2 separate regions of the Sus scrofa genome follow, and region 1 is linked to region 2. The links are chromatin contacts, called in public HiChIP or PLAC-seq maps. All regions are on one chromosome and are shown on one strand. Each heading gives the region's core, a stretch centred on a gene start, on an enhancer-like site or on the middle of the called end of the contact. The rest is flanking DNA. Distances are from core to core; before and after follow the strand shown.

Region 1 (6,891 bases), core at 4,286-6,785, 130 kb after region 2:
GACGTGGGTTCGATCCCTGGCTTCACTCAGTGGGTTAAGGATCTGGCATTGCCGTGAGCTGTGGTGTGGGTTGCAGACATGGCTCCAATTTGGCATCACTGTGGCTGTGGGGTAGGCCAGCAGCTGCAGTTCTGATTCCATACCTAGCCTGGGAATTTCCATATGCCACAGGTACAGCCCTAAAAAGACAAAAAAAAAAAAAGAAAAAGAAAAAGAAAAAAGAGACACTACAACAAATACCCTTATCCCTTTCACTTAGACCCCCGTCACGGTTTGCATCCTCCCTCCCTCGCCTGGTCTTGCTGACCCGCGCTGGGGACTGGAAGGTGTGCAATACCCACTGGAATGAAAGAAAGAAGGAACGAGTCCATGCTATGGCTTCCCTCTCCTTCCTCTGCCCCAGCAAGGAGCTTTGACAGCAAAGCATCACTCTCTCTCTCTCTTTTTTTTGTCTTTTTGTCTTTTCTAGGGCTGTACCCACAGCATATGGAGGTTCCCAGGCTAGGGGTCCAATCAGAGCTGTAGCCACCAGCCTACGCCAGAGCCACAGCAACTCGGGAACCAAGCCATGTCTGCGACCTACACCACAGCTCACGGCAACCCCAGATCCTTCACCCACTGAGCAAGGCCAGGGATCGAACCAGCAACCTCATGGTTCCTAGTCAGATTTGTTAACCACTGAGCCCGACAGGAACTCCGAACATTGCTCTTTCTAAGAGGCAGACACAGTCACCCACCTGTCTGGAGGCCAGCTGCCCATGGTCAATTTAGCCCTTCTGTGAACATCTGATACCCCACTCTCCCTTCCAGCCCCTTTGCCCATTGACCCCCTGAAGACAGCCTTGTCCCGCCCCAGCCTGCACCCAGACATGCTGTGGGCCTTGGAGCCCCTGCCCTCCGAGGCACGGGCATGGTCACACCTTCCACGTCCTCAGAGGAGCAGAAGCCTTCGCTGACTTTGCCTCAGCCTCTTGGCACCCGGGACAGCCTCTGACAGGGCAGCCTCTCATGCCAATTTGCCCAGGTCTTTCCACTTTAGCACCGAAAGTCCTGCGTCCTGAGAAGCCCTCAGTCCCTGGCAGACCGTGATGGCTCTTACAGGGTGGGCTGGACCCCACTGCTGCGAGAAACTGTCTGTGAGCCACACGGGGTGAGCCCACCTCCCCCCACCCTTCCAAGGCCACCAAACAGGCCCAAAAAAATGTTTGCTGATGCTGGCTGACGGACTAAATGACTGAATGAATGAATGTGGATGGATGGATGGGTGGATGGGTGGGTGGATGGGTGGATGGGTGGGTGGATGGGTGGGTGGGTGGATGGGTGGATGGGTGGGTGGATGGGTGGGTGGATGGGTGGATGGGTGGGTGGGTGGATGGGTGGGTGGGTGGGTGGATGGGTGGGTGGGTGGGTGGATGGCTGAAGAAACACTCTTTTGAATTTTTGCTCAAATGGCCCCTTCTCCTCGGGCTTTCCCTGGTTGTGCTACCTCACATGATAGCACCCCCTCCCCTGACGCTTTTCCTTGGCGTCTATCACCAAGTGACAATCTCCATATGTCACTGTTCCTTTTCTCTGGGGTCTGTCTCTCCCACTAGAGTGTTGGCTCCACTAGGGTAGGAGTTTTGTCTTCCATTTGCTGCCGCATCCCCAGCGCCTAGGACAAGTGAAGGACCGAATGATTGAATGAGTCTGTGTTTTCCTACAAAAGGCGGAGCCTCGTGACCTTCTCACATACTTGGTGTCTGTGTAACTTGTTCAACAGACCTCAGCACCCATGTGTCAGCGGTGGGGAGGGAGGTGTCCAAGCAGAGGACCCGGTCTGCTGGCCCGGCGGGAGGAGGAGGGGCAGAGGCCAGGCTAAGAACCCCAAAAGCCATTACGCCTGGTTGTTCTCGAGGCCCAAGGCCCAGCATCTGGAGCTGAGGTCTCCGGGGCAGAAGCCCTGCACTTTGCAACGGCCTTAAAAGGCTGGGATCAGAGTAACTGTGGCCAACATGTTAAACGCTTGCCATGGCCCAGCACAGTTCTGGCTCTTCCCAGGTTTTTTCTCAGTTAATTCTCCAGTCTTTTAAGGGGCAATTGTTCTCCCCATTCTGCAGATGAGGAGACTGAGGCTGGGGAAGCTGAGTAGATTTCTCAGGATCCACAGTGAGTAAGTGGGGAGTCAGACTCACTGCTGATACCGGGGCCATCGAGGAGGAACAAGGCTGAGAGAACAGGAGTCCCACTGGGGGGCCAGCCTGGACGGTGCTGGGATGACCGAAGAGAGGGGGACAGGGGCAGGCCGGTTGGTGTCCATGTTCCAGAGGTGCAGAGCAGCGGCACCTGGGAGGACTAGGGGGACCGGGCCTGGCTGGGGAGAGTGGGGCAGGCTTCTCGGTAGAGGTGTCCCCCCTTCCTCTCCTGTCCTGGGAAATGGACATGGAAACTGTGGGTGACTGTCTCTGACCCTTCATGTGGGCTGGCCACCCTCGGCTGGACCTGGAGAGCAGTGTGAAAAGGCTGAGCTGAGCAGTGGCCCCTCTCCTGGCCCCTCCTCCTGGGCTCCCCGCACCCTCCACCCAACCCACCCGGTGGTGCCAAAGCTTATTCTGCATCAGGAGGCGGCCAAGTGACACAAGGTGCTCTAACTTATCTAATTCATTTTTTTTGCTTTTTACGGCCACACCTGTGGCATATGGTGGTTCCCAGGCTGGGGGTCGAGTAGGAGCTGCAGCTGAGGCCTATGCCACAGCCACAGCAACATGGGATCCGGGCCACGTCTGTGACCTACACCACAGCTCACAGCAATGCCAATCCTTAATCCACTGAGCACGGCCAGGGATTGAACCCAAATCCTGACAGAGACAATGGTGGGTCCTCAACTCACTGAGACACAAAGAGAACTCTAAACTGAGTTAATTCTTACACCCACCTAATAGAGACAGGGGACGCGAGCTCACACTGTGAGGAAGCTGCCCAAGTCCCCAGCAGATGGGGGATTCCAACCTCAACTGTCTGTCTCCCGGGCCTGGCCCCTAACCCCTACCCAGACGTGGAACCCTGCCCACCCTGGCTCCCACCCTGCCAGGCTGCCATTCCAGCAGACACATACTCAAGGTCCCACTGCGTCCCCACAGCCCGAGCCTGGACTCACACCACACCAGCACATCCTCGTGATTTAAATCTTGGAGCGGCCACTTCCTCGTTTGGGAATAAGAACACAATCCCCCATTTGGATAGAACTCAAGCTTTTTTAAAGACATCGCTTTAAAAGAAGAAGCAAGAATCCTCTTTCAACCGGCTAACCTGGAAATGCACTCCACCTGCAGCTGTTTGAAAAGGTCAAGTGACTGCACCTCCCCAGGCCTCGGTTTCCCCTTCCGACATAAGGGGTGGATAACACCCATCACAAGGATGAAAGGAGATACCTTGAGCCAGGGCCAGGCACACAGTAGGTGCTCTGACGAGTGGGTTTTTTTTCCATCGAGGGTCACAACCACCTCCAGGACTCTCCCAGGGTCTGGCCCTGAACTATGGATGTTTTGAATCTTGGTGTGTTTGAAACATACAGAACATACAGAAATGAGCTGCCCCTGGTTGGAGCACTCCTGGCTGGCACGAGCGTAATCACATAACAAAGCCTCTGTTGCCAGAGTGTCTTCCTGGGCTGGGGGTACCCGGTCGCCTGCCTTCTTCCTCACAGCTTGCTCCGTGGGGGGTCCTGTGGTTACCCCACCTTGCAGGTGGAGAGACCAGGGCTCCGGCGCACAGCCAGTGAGTGGTGGAAGTAGGATTTGTTTTTCTGTAGAAGTATATTTATTGACATGGAAAGATGTTTACAATGTATTATTAAATGAAAAAGCAGCACATAGGGCAACAGAGTATAATTTGGGAGAGTATCATTAAAACATAACAGTGGTTGTCTCTAGGTGATAGGATTATGGACCTTAACTTTTTTTTTTTCTTTTTTCTTAGGCTTATGTGTATTTCCCAATTTTTTACAGCAGCTTTATGGAGATACAATTCACAATAGCATACAGTTTACTCATTTAGTGCCCAACTCAATGGCTCTTAGCATCATCACAGAGTCGTGCAACCATCACCACTGTGTTCTAATAGTGTCATCATCCCTTCCCCTCAAACCCTACCCATCAGCAGGGACCCCCACCCCCCGACTTCCTCCAACCCCCTCCCTAGACTTGCCTGTTCTAGACAATTCACACAAATGCATCCACGCACTATGTGGTCATCATGACCGGCTTCTTTCACTCAGTGTATCTTCAAGGCTCATCCGCGCTGTAGCGTGTCTCATTATGTCATTCCTTTTCACGGTCAAGTCATATTCCATCTTATGTTTATTAGTTCCTCAGTCGAAAAGCACTTAGGCTCTTTCTACCTTTTGGCTATTACAAATAATGCTAGTGATGTTTGTGTAAGTTTTGGGTGTGGACACACCGTTTCACTTCTCTGGGGTAGAGAGCTGGGAGTGGGATTGCCGGGTCATGGGGTAATTCTGTTTAACCTTTGGAGGAACTGCCAGGCGTTTTTCTAACATGACTGCACCGCTAACATTCCCGCCAACGGCAGAGAAGGGCATGGTGTCTCCACATTCTCACCAACCTGTGTTATTCTCTGTCTTTCGGATTCTAGCCACCGTAGCGGGTGTGACAAGGTCGCTCGTGTGGTTTGGGTTGCACGTGCCTGTCCCTGATGGCTGGTGATGTTCATGAAGCGTCTTTCATCTGCTTGTTGGCCATTTATCTTCCTTGCAGAAAGTCTATGTCCTTTGCCCATTAAAAAAAAGTGGGGGGGGGGGGCGTGGGAATTTCCGTTGTGACTCAGGGAGTTAAGAACTCGACTAGTATCCACGAGGATGTTGGCCTCACTCAGTGAGTTAAGGATCTGGCACTGCCGAAAGCTGCCGCACAGGTTGCAGATCCAGCTCGGGTCTGGCATTGCTGTGGCTGTGGTATAGGCTGGCAGCTGCAGCTTTGATTTGATCCCTAGCCTGGGAACTTCCATATGCCACAGGTGTGGCCCTAAAAAAAAAAAAGAAAGAAAGAAAAATGAGACGTGGCGTTCTCTTGTGGTGCAGCGGGTTAAGGATCTGGCGTTGTCACTGCAGCGCTTGGGCTGCTGCTGTGCTGTGGCTTCAGTCCCTGGCCCAGAAACATCTTTGTGCCAAGGGCACAGACAAGAAAAAAAAATTGGGTTGTGTCTTTATTATTAAATTATTGGCAGTAGGATTTGAACCCAGGTCCTGTTCTACCAACAGATCCTGCACTCGCAGGCGTGCACCCTTGCTTCCAAGGTGATCTGGAAGCACCTGAGGTCCTGGCCACCCTTGGGGCAGGTGAGGGCCAGCAAGCTGCCTGCAGAAGTGAGCCTGGCGGGGGCCCAGCCCACAAGAGGTGCCCAGTCCGCAGATGGACAGACAGATGAACAACTCTATCTCCAGGAACCAGTGAGCTAAAGGGGAAGAAACAAACCACTCAGAGTGAAAAGTCTGCACCCCAGAAGGAGGAAGCTCCAGGGGCCCTGCTCCAGGAGGTGGAGATAAAGCTCCACGCGGCCAAGCGGCCACCATGGCAACTGCTTCTCACGGAGGCGCTCAGTGCTGGTGACCTATCTGCCTGTTTTTAGGCTACTGACTGTTGGGCCATGTGCGGCTGGGAAGGGGAGGCCCAGGGAGATTATCAGGGAACCCGAGATCATATCTGTCCAGCGTGGGGGCTGAATGGGTCTGCAGGCGTGGCCGCTGGGCAGAGGAGAGTGGGGCCTGATGGGGTGTGGCCCACGGTGGCTCCGCTGCCCTGGCCATGGGAGCCCACTGTTTTGTTACCAAGGGAACTCGTGTCTTGAACATCTAGCTCTGGAGTCCAATGACCTGGCTCCAACCCCAGGCTCACTGTCTCCTGGTTGTGTGTCTGGGCAAGTTACTTCCCCTCTCTGAGCCTGGGTTCCCCTCCGGGGCGCTCTCTACGGATGGTGCTAAACAGGGTGAGATGAAATGAGAGCATAACATGGTCTTAACGTGGCCTCCGGTGGGGCCAGGCTGCTGGCGGCGCAGCTGGGGGCAGTAGGGCACCCACGGCACATCCCCGGGCCCGACTCAGAGCTAGAAGAAGGCCACCCTGGCCATCTGGGAAATAGAAGCCACAGGCTCCCCTGAGAGCTCCTGAGACCAGCCACTTGCAAGAAGCTTCGCCCTCAGACAGGAGCTTCAGTGCACGGCTGCTGAGTGGGCAGCTTCCGGAGACCCCAGAGCGAAGGTGGACCGTGCAGTGGCCATGACAGTAGCCCTTCACTCAGCAACCTGGGTTCAAATCCCAGCAGCACCACTTACTAGATATGAACCTTGGGCTAGGACTTGTCTCTCTGTGCCTTGGTTTACCCTTTGGAAAATGGAGCTGATGACAGCGCTTACTTTATAAAGTGGTTGTCAAGATTAAATGTGTTAAGACAGGGAAAATAAGGATTAAAGTCTTAGCTTTTTAAAAAATTTTTGGCCACACCCACAGCATGTGGAAGTCCCCTGGCCAGGGATTGAACCCATGCCACTACAGCGAAAACACCAGATCCATAGCCCACTGTGCCATAAGAGAACTCCAAGTCTTAGCTTCAAAATAAAGGTGAGGGAAGCTTCTGTTGTGGCTCAGAGGGTTAAGAACCCGACTAATATACATAAGGATGCAAGTTCAATCCCTGGCCTCGCTCAGTAGGTTAAGGATCTGGCGTTGCCGCAAACTGCGGTGTGGGTCATGGATGCAGCTCAGATCCACTGTTGCGGTGGCTGTGGCACAGATTTGCAGCTGCAGCTCTGAGTCGACCCTTAGCCCAGGAACTTACATACGCCACAGGTGCGGCCCTAAAAAAGACAAAAATTTAAACATCTGAAAATTAAAATAA
Region 2 (6,978 bases), core at 512-3,011:
CTCCATATGCCACGGGGTGGCCAAAAATGCCCCTCCGCCAAAAAGATAGAGGGCTAAGGTTGAAAAAAAAGGAGCAATGGCTAACTCTGGGGAATCAAAAGCAAGAAAATGTACTCACAGGATGCTAACTGGCTTAACTATGAATAACCTCTACAGTCACAATAATATAAATATAATAACTTATCTAAATAAGAAGGTATAGATAATATTGAGAGATGGAGAAATAATACATGTGTTTGTGAGAGGGTGTAATAGTGTAAACACTTATCTCCTACAGCAAGAAATTAAACAACAACCAAAATAGCCCAAATTGAAAAATCAAGAACTAGCAGTGTCAGCACGTGTTATTTAGAAATAGGAGATAAATACCAGAAGAGATAGCCAAATGATAAGAAAGAAAGGAGGCTGCCTCTGAAGGGTAGAAACTGAAGTGGGGAGCTGGGGCAGGATCTGCTGGTCTTCTATACGATTTTTAAATATGTACTGTATTGCTAAAAATAAAAATGAATACAAATAAACAAAAAAGATGAACACTTGAGAAGCTGTTTCTGAGGGTTAGCTGCCCTGGGGTTGTGGGGGGAGGGTCTGAGGAGCACAGAGCAGAACCTGAGAGCAGCTACCCCACCTGCACATCTTCTCACAGCAGCAATGTGCCAAGGATCATTCTTTGCCTGGAGAAACCGAAACAGCAGCTGTGGTCAAGGTCAGTATTTCAGTGGCTTTTTGTTTTTCTTGCTGCAGCACAAACCTTCTGCAGTGCCAGGCATTTTACTGAAATGGGGAAGGGTTTGTGCTACAGCTTCTCAGAGCTTGAAAATGGGGCCAGTGGCATTTCAGGCCTTTCTTGGGTTCTCATGGAGGCAAGCTGGGGCCCCCAGGCTTGGCTACATAAAAGTAAGAGGCAGGCTGATGCCAGAGGCCTATGGGGGGTGTCTAAGAGGAGGGAGGCAAGAAATGGAACCAGAAAAGGAAGATAGCAGTGGACCAGGAGGGCCAGGAGTTGGAAAGAAGGGAAGGAGCTGGGAACAGAGAAAGTAGCCCCAGCATACCTTGGTGGGTGAGCCCAGTGGGGAGAGGAGAAAAGGGACTAAAATCCAGGCAGCAAAGGCAGAAGACCCCACATTTTCACCAGTTCACAGAATCCACACCTTAATAGCACTTCATGTGCATTTCCAGAAAGCAGACACTGATGCTCAAAGTATGGAGATACCGCTCTAGAGAAGTGGCTACAGCAAGACAGTAGCAAAAAATTATAAAGGTTAAGAGACCGATGATGGGGAAGATACTGAGGGCTGTGAAAGAAAGATGCTGCCTCTCACAGTGAAGCCCAAGGTATTCTTTATGTTCATAGGACCTATTGCCCTCCTCAACCTCTCCCCCACAGCAGATCTTGGAGGTCAAGAGGCCTCAACCTCCCCAAGGGCAGACCTCCAAAGTCAAGAGGCTCCAAAATCTAACTGGGAACTGTGCCTTTGAAAAACATAAAGTACCTCCCTGTGCCTTATTTCTTTTTGCCTTGAACATGCTTACTTTGCTCTTGTTTGACGTGAAGAGCACTGCCCTCTCTTTCTTGTGTTTTCATCTTCTTCTTTCGTCATTAAAAAAAAAAAAAATCTTTTGTAAATACCAAATGGGTTTTACTATTAAAAAAAAAAACCTCATCTGGAGTTCCCACTGTGGTGCAATGGATTGGTGGCATCTTGGGAGCACTGGGTCACAGGTTCGACCCTCAGCCTGAAACAGTAGATTAAGGATCCGGCATTGCCTCAGCTGTAGCTTAGGTCGTGAGTGTGACTCAGATCTGATCCCTGGCCTGGGAGCTCCATGTGCTGCAGTGCGGCCAAAAATGAAAAAATAAAAAACAAAAACAAAAATAAAAAATACCTCATCTGAGTCTTTCTGACTCTTTGTAGTGGAATTTAACCCATTTACATGTATTGTGGTTTTCTAGAGTGTGATCTTGTTTCTGCTAGGTTACCTATGTTTTCTATTTATTATATCTCTTTCTGGCTGCTTCTTTTTTATTCCTTTATTTAATTACTCTTGCTGGGCTGATCAAATTTTCTTTGGCTCTTTTATTTTTTCTAGTCATTTAGACACTCTACATTCTATTTCTAGTCCATGATGATTATTGTTTAACTTTCAAGAAACACATCAGAACCTCTGCTTCCTTAAGAGACCATTAAAGATTACACATATTGTGAGCCACAGCCACGGACATGGCAAAATTTCCATTCTGCTGTTTCTCCTCTGAGCTCACACCGTGCCTGGGCTGATGTCAAGCTCTTAAGGCCAGGTGTCAGAGTCAAAACTCACAGGTTCTCCACAGCTGAAAGTCCTGTGAGTCAGGCACTGTTTAGGTAAGTGACAGGCTCTCACGGTAACCGGTGAACTATGCTTCTTCTTTCAGTCTGCCTATTTTCTTGGGGTCCTTCTGAGCAGGAAGGAGGTTGAGAACGTCCACAAGAAAAGGAAGCCACAAAGAGGGGTAAGGACTCAGAGAGAGAAGGAGCAGATCCCTGTTTGAATCCCTCCATGGCCCACAACCTGGTCCAAAAGATTAAAAAGTGAACGTGGCTAGCCCCAAAGTGGAAACAACCCAAATATCCATCAAAGGATGAGTGGATAAACAAAATGTGGTCTAGCCATACAATGGAATATGATCCAGCCATAAACAGGAATGAAGTTTTGACACATGCTGCAACATGGATGAACCTTGGAAACACGCTAAGTGAAATCAGGCAGACACAGAAGGTCAAACAGGATGTGATTCTACTTATATGAGGTATCTAGACAGTCAAATTTATAGAGATGGAAAGCAAAACAGCGCTCACTAGGCACTGGGGGTGGGGAGACCGAGGGATTATTGCTTAATGGTTACAGAGTTTCTATTTGGGGTGATGAAAAAATTTTGGAAATAGTGGTAATGATTGCACAACACTGTGAATGTACTTAATCCACTGAATGATACACTTAAAGTGGCTAAAATGCCACGTTTTACACATATTTTTCCATAATTGAGAAAAAAAGTGAATGTGAAGAGCTTTTCAGAGTGGGCTTGTTTCCTTCTCCACTAAGGAAGATGGAAGCCTGAGAAAGTCCCACGCTTGGAATGTGCTCATTTCCTGCCCAGATCCTCGCCTGGCTCCCAGCACTGACTGAAGAAAGGGCTTTTCCGTGCGTGCGTGTGTGGCCTTACTTCCAAGAGGCATAGGCTCTGAGTCCCCTATTCCACCTCCTCCTTCTCTTCCTTTCCCCAAACTGGCTCCGGCCTTCTCCAGTTCAGGCCCTCCCAGGGCTATTACCCCTCAGCGTCTCTCACCTGGGCCCTCTTTGCTGGTCCGAATCTCATTTTATTTATTTTTTATTTTTTAATTTGTTGTATTTATTAATTGGCTGCACCCGTGGCATATGGAAGTTTTTCCGAGCCAGGGATGGAACCTGTGCCCCCACAGAGACCTGAGCAGCGGCAGAGACAACTAGGGATCTTTAATCCGCTGTGCCACAGTGGGAACTCCTCAAACCTCATTTTAAAATAAGCGAACATAAACCAGCTATAATGGAAAAAAATAAAAATCATTACATTAAAAAAATAATAATAAAAAAATAAAATAAGCGAGTGTCCCCTGAGCCACCTGGCAGGTCCCTGGTCCCTTCCTGTTTCTATTTTCTGTCCACGGTTGCATTCTTGTCCCCTCTACTTAGAAGAGCTCCTTGAAAGTAACTGTGCTGTCTTATTCATCTTTGTGGCCCTGGTCTCCTGTACAAGGTCGTTCACTGTGTCTATTAAACCGAAGTTGCAGAGTAACATTGCTGTCAATAGTAGCAGAAGTCACTGAGGCTTCCTTTGTTGCTCCTACGGTGTCCAGCACTGAGCCTGCTTTGGGTCATTTCCCTCAGAATAACTCTACGAGGTAGGAGTGCTGTTATTACTCTCAAGTAACATGCGTGAAAGGGAGCACAGAGAGGTGAAGCAATTTGCCCAGACTCACACAGCTGGTGGGTGGTAGAACTGGTACTGTCAGCCTGACTCTAGGGTCTCTGGCTTAGGTGGGGGGGCTGGAATCTCAGCAGAGAACAGGGCCACTTCATACTGGCCCACGGAAAGGAGGAGGAGGGCCAGTACTTGGGAGACCACGGGGCTCTGGACAGGGGCTACCCTGCAGGCTCCATAAATGTGTGGAGGGAGGGGGAGGGTCTGCCCCTCCTCCCCCAATCTCCAGGACCCAAGGAAAACTCTGGGCCAGCGGCAGCAGCAGAGGAAAGGGAGGCAGAGGTTAATGGAGGCAAGTAAGAGGCTCCATCACGCGGGTTTAAACAATGGAGCAGGGCACCACTTCACACACTGCTGGGAGAACCATTAAAACCATTAGCGGGACATTAGTGCTGCTCCAAGAACTGGTGAGACGGAGGCGGGAGGTGAAGGAAGGTGCCGACAGCCTCCTTTCCTGCTTTGGACAGAGCAAGGAGTTGGGGGGCAGGGGGGGCGGGGACTGAAAAAGCGCTGAGCCAGGGGCTGCCTGGGAAAGTTGCTGAACCTCCCGGGGTCTCAGCCTCTGCTTCTATAAAACGAAAGTATGCGTTGGGGAAGGAACACAGATGCTTTGCCTTTCTCCTTCAGATGTGGATCTGATTTCTACAACGTGGTCTTAGTTCAGACACTGCGATCTCAGGAAAGATCAGGATAACATCACCCTAATGTGGAGATCAAATTATTTTCGGTCCCCCTGCTGATGACAGAGAGTTTGCCAGGGAGCGGGTGACCTCCACCCCACCCCAGCCAAATCCCTCTTCCGAGCATTTCCTTAAGCATCGTACAGTTAAGGCGGTTCCCAGTTCCCAAGCCAAACAAAGCTCTCTGCCTGCTCTGCCAGCGTCTCTGCCAAGGACGTTTTCTCTCCACCAGCCCTGCCGCTGATCCCATACACAGTACCCCGGCGGCACCCGCTCCAGATTCTAACAAGCACGTCCTCATCCAGGAAGTGTGGGGGAGAAGTAGGGCCTGTGACCTCAGCAGGTGCACAGGTTCGGATGGAAGAGAGCTGAGCTTCGGGTCACATTAGTGGTCGTGTGACCTTGAGCAAGTGTGGAGCCTTTCTGAGCCTGAGCTATGGAACCTGTAAGACGAGGATGATAACGTGACCCTTGCTGAGTTGTGAGGACGAGGGGTTGATCGTGGAAAGTGCTGGACATGAACAGGTGCCTGATTAACCCACCTGCCCGCAACAGCATCCACCCCGTCCCTCCTCTAAGCTCTTCCCACAGATCCCAGAGTGCTGATTTTAGGTTTTCCCGTCTCTCTCACTGAACTGTAAGTGCGGCAGGGCAGAGACTCTGAACAGTCGGCTCTCTTCTTTACAACTCTCTTCACATTGTAAAATGGTACATACAGGATAATTCCTTTCTATTCACTAGTCTGGGGGTGGGGGACGACACCAAAATATTCACAGTGATCAGATGGTGGGATGATGGTGATTTTTGTCACTTTGCTTTTGCATTTTGCTACTGAGGCCATGTGTCACGTGCATAATTTTTTTTTTTTAAAGCATGAGAGAAAACTGAATGAGACAGAAAACACAACCAGTAGCCTCATGAAGAGCCGCCAGCACTTTCCTTGCGCACAGCCCTGAATGGGGATTTGAAAGCTCCATGGCTGGGGATGGCACTCACGGGTTGCCTCTGGCCCTAGGAGCCTGGCCTGTACCCCCTCTGGGAGCATATCTTATCAGAGAATGCTATGGCACATTCTCCCAGAGAGTTCACACCTCATGAAATCTCACCCAACCCCATACAAGAAAACGTACTCGTCATCAGTACAACTAAATGTGAGTTCAGTTTTAGGTCATTATGAGTGTTTTCTAAGTAAGGGGGAAAATCAACTTTATCAGGCTACCCCCTCCTATTTTCAGCTGAGTGTGGCCACCGCAGTGACAGCTCCTGGGGGCTCCGTGTCTAAGGATGGAGGTCCTGGGAGGGTGGAGTCTGACCTCTAAATGCCTTTCATGTCGAGGACACCCTAAATATTTGCTGCATTGGACCAGACCTCAAGGAGAATCTTTCTCTTTGTGTGAGTGTTATCGGATTTTCAGATTGCCTAATAGCCGCTGCAGAGGAAGACCATTCTCAGGATATTAACCTGACCCAACTGGATGAAAGGAAACATGATTCTATCCAGTTCACAGGTCAAGCCCACCACCTGCTCGTTGTCTGCTCAAAGCGAAGTGAGGGGAAAATGTTCGACTTGCCTTACTGTATAGTGTCTCCTGGACATCTAATACTAGAAAAAGAAATGAATTTGTAGATTTTCCTTACTCAGAGTTTTTAGGTGTAGAGCTTTGTTCAGCATTAACAAAATATCATTCATCCCAGCTCTGTTCCTTTAGAATTGGGTTTATTCTCCACGTAGCCTGCATGAGTGATTTTCCACCATTATAGGTGTCCGCTGTTGGCATTTCGGGGTCAGAGTGATCCCGCAAGGAATGAAGCCACTTTCAGAGTCTTGTCTTGGGACACAGGGGTTGAGAACAGCAGAGCCAGTCCTGGGGCAGCATTCGGATAGGAGGCCATCTGCCCACCCCAGGGAGTCCCGCTCTGACTTCACTACAGGAAAGAAGCTACCAATTCAAGTATGAGTATTTTTAGTTCCAACTCAAGCTGCAGAATCAAAGACGTCTGGGTCCTTGGCTCTTCCTTGCTGCAGCAGATAAATAATCTGGTGAGCAATGTGATTTCTTGTCTTGCCGTGTGCCTGGCTACAGAACCAGGATAATGGGGCCGGCTGAGGGGCTGAGGCCTCACAAGCTCACTGCTGTGCGTGGAGGAGTGCGGGAGGCTGCCAAAGCACCCTAGGCATGAGGTGGGATGAGGCGTCTCCAGGCAGCTGTGGGCAACGAGGGTTTGCGCTTTTGATCTACAGCACACTGGAGAAAACTGGGAACTTTCAGAGGGCTCCCCCATCTGGGAAACTGGGAATGGAGG

The links. HiChIP or PLAC-seq counts read pairs in DNA pulled down with a chosen protein or histone mark.
Region 1: an H3K27ac HiChIP or PLAC-seq map of alveolar macrophages shows a contact between it and region 2. The contact joins two enhancer-like sites. A contact is called at or near these places in 3 of 47 Hi-C or Micro-C datasets (adipose tissue, epiblast stem cells and liver) and 1 of 2 datasets of contacts at active chromatin or transcription factors (alveolar macrophages).

What each region holds. Positions count from the first base shown.
Region 1 is chr17:36,249,091-36,255,981 of Sscrofa11.1, forward strand. No RefSeq gene overlaps it. Among named protein-coding and RNA genes, the nearest start is that of NOL4L, 52 kb to the left of the region's middle. Within about 2 kb of position 5,536, at least 5 of the 83 cell types and tissues checked have an H3K27ac peak or open chromatin away from gene starts, as enhancers often do. A contact at or near this core is called in alveolar macrophages, where this site is marked.
Region 2 is chr17:36,125,515-36,132,492 of Sscrofa11.1, forward strand. All of the region lies in intron 4 of NOL4L (nucleolar protein 4-like), which reads right to left. Among named protein-coding and RNA genes, the nearest start is that of NOL4L, 72 kb to the right of the region's middle. Within about 2 kb of position 1,762, at least 6 of the 83 cell types and tissues checked have an H3K27ac peak or open chromatin away from gene starts, as enhancers often do. A contact at or near this core is called in alveolar macrophages, where this site is marked.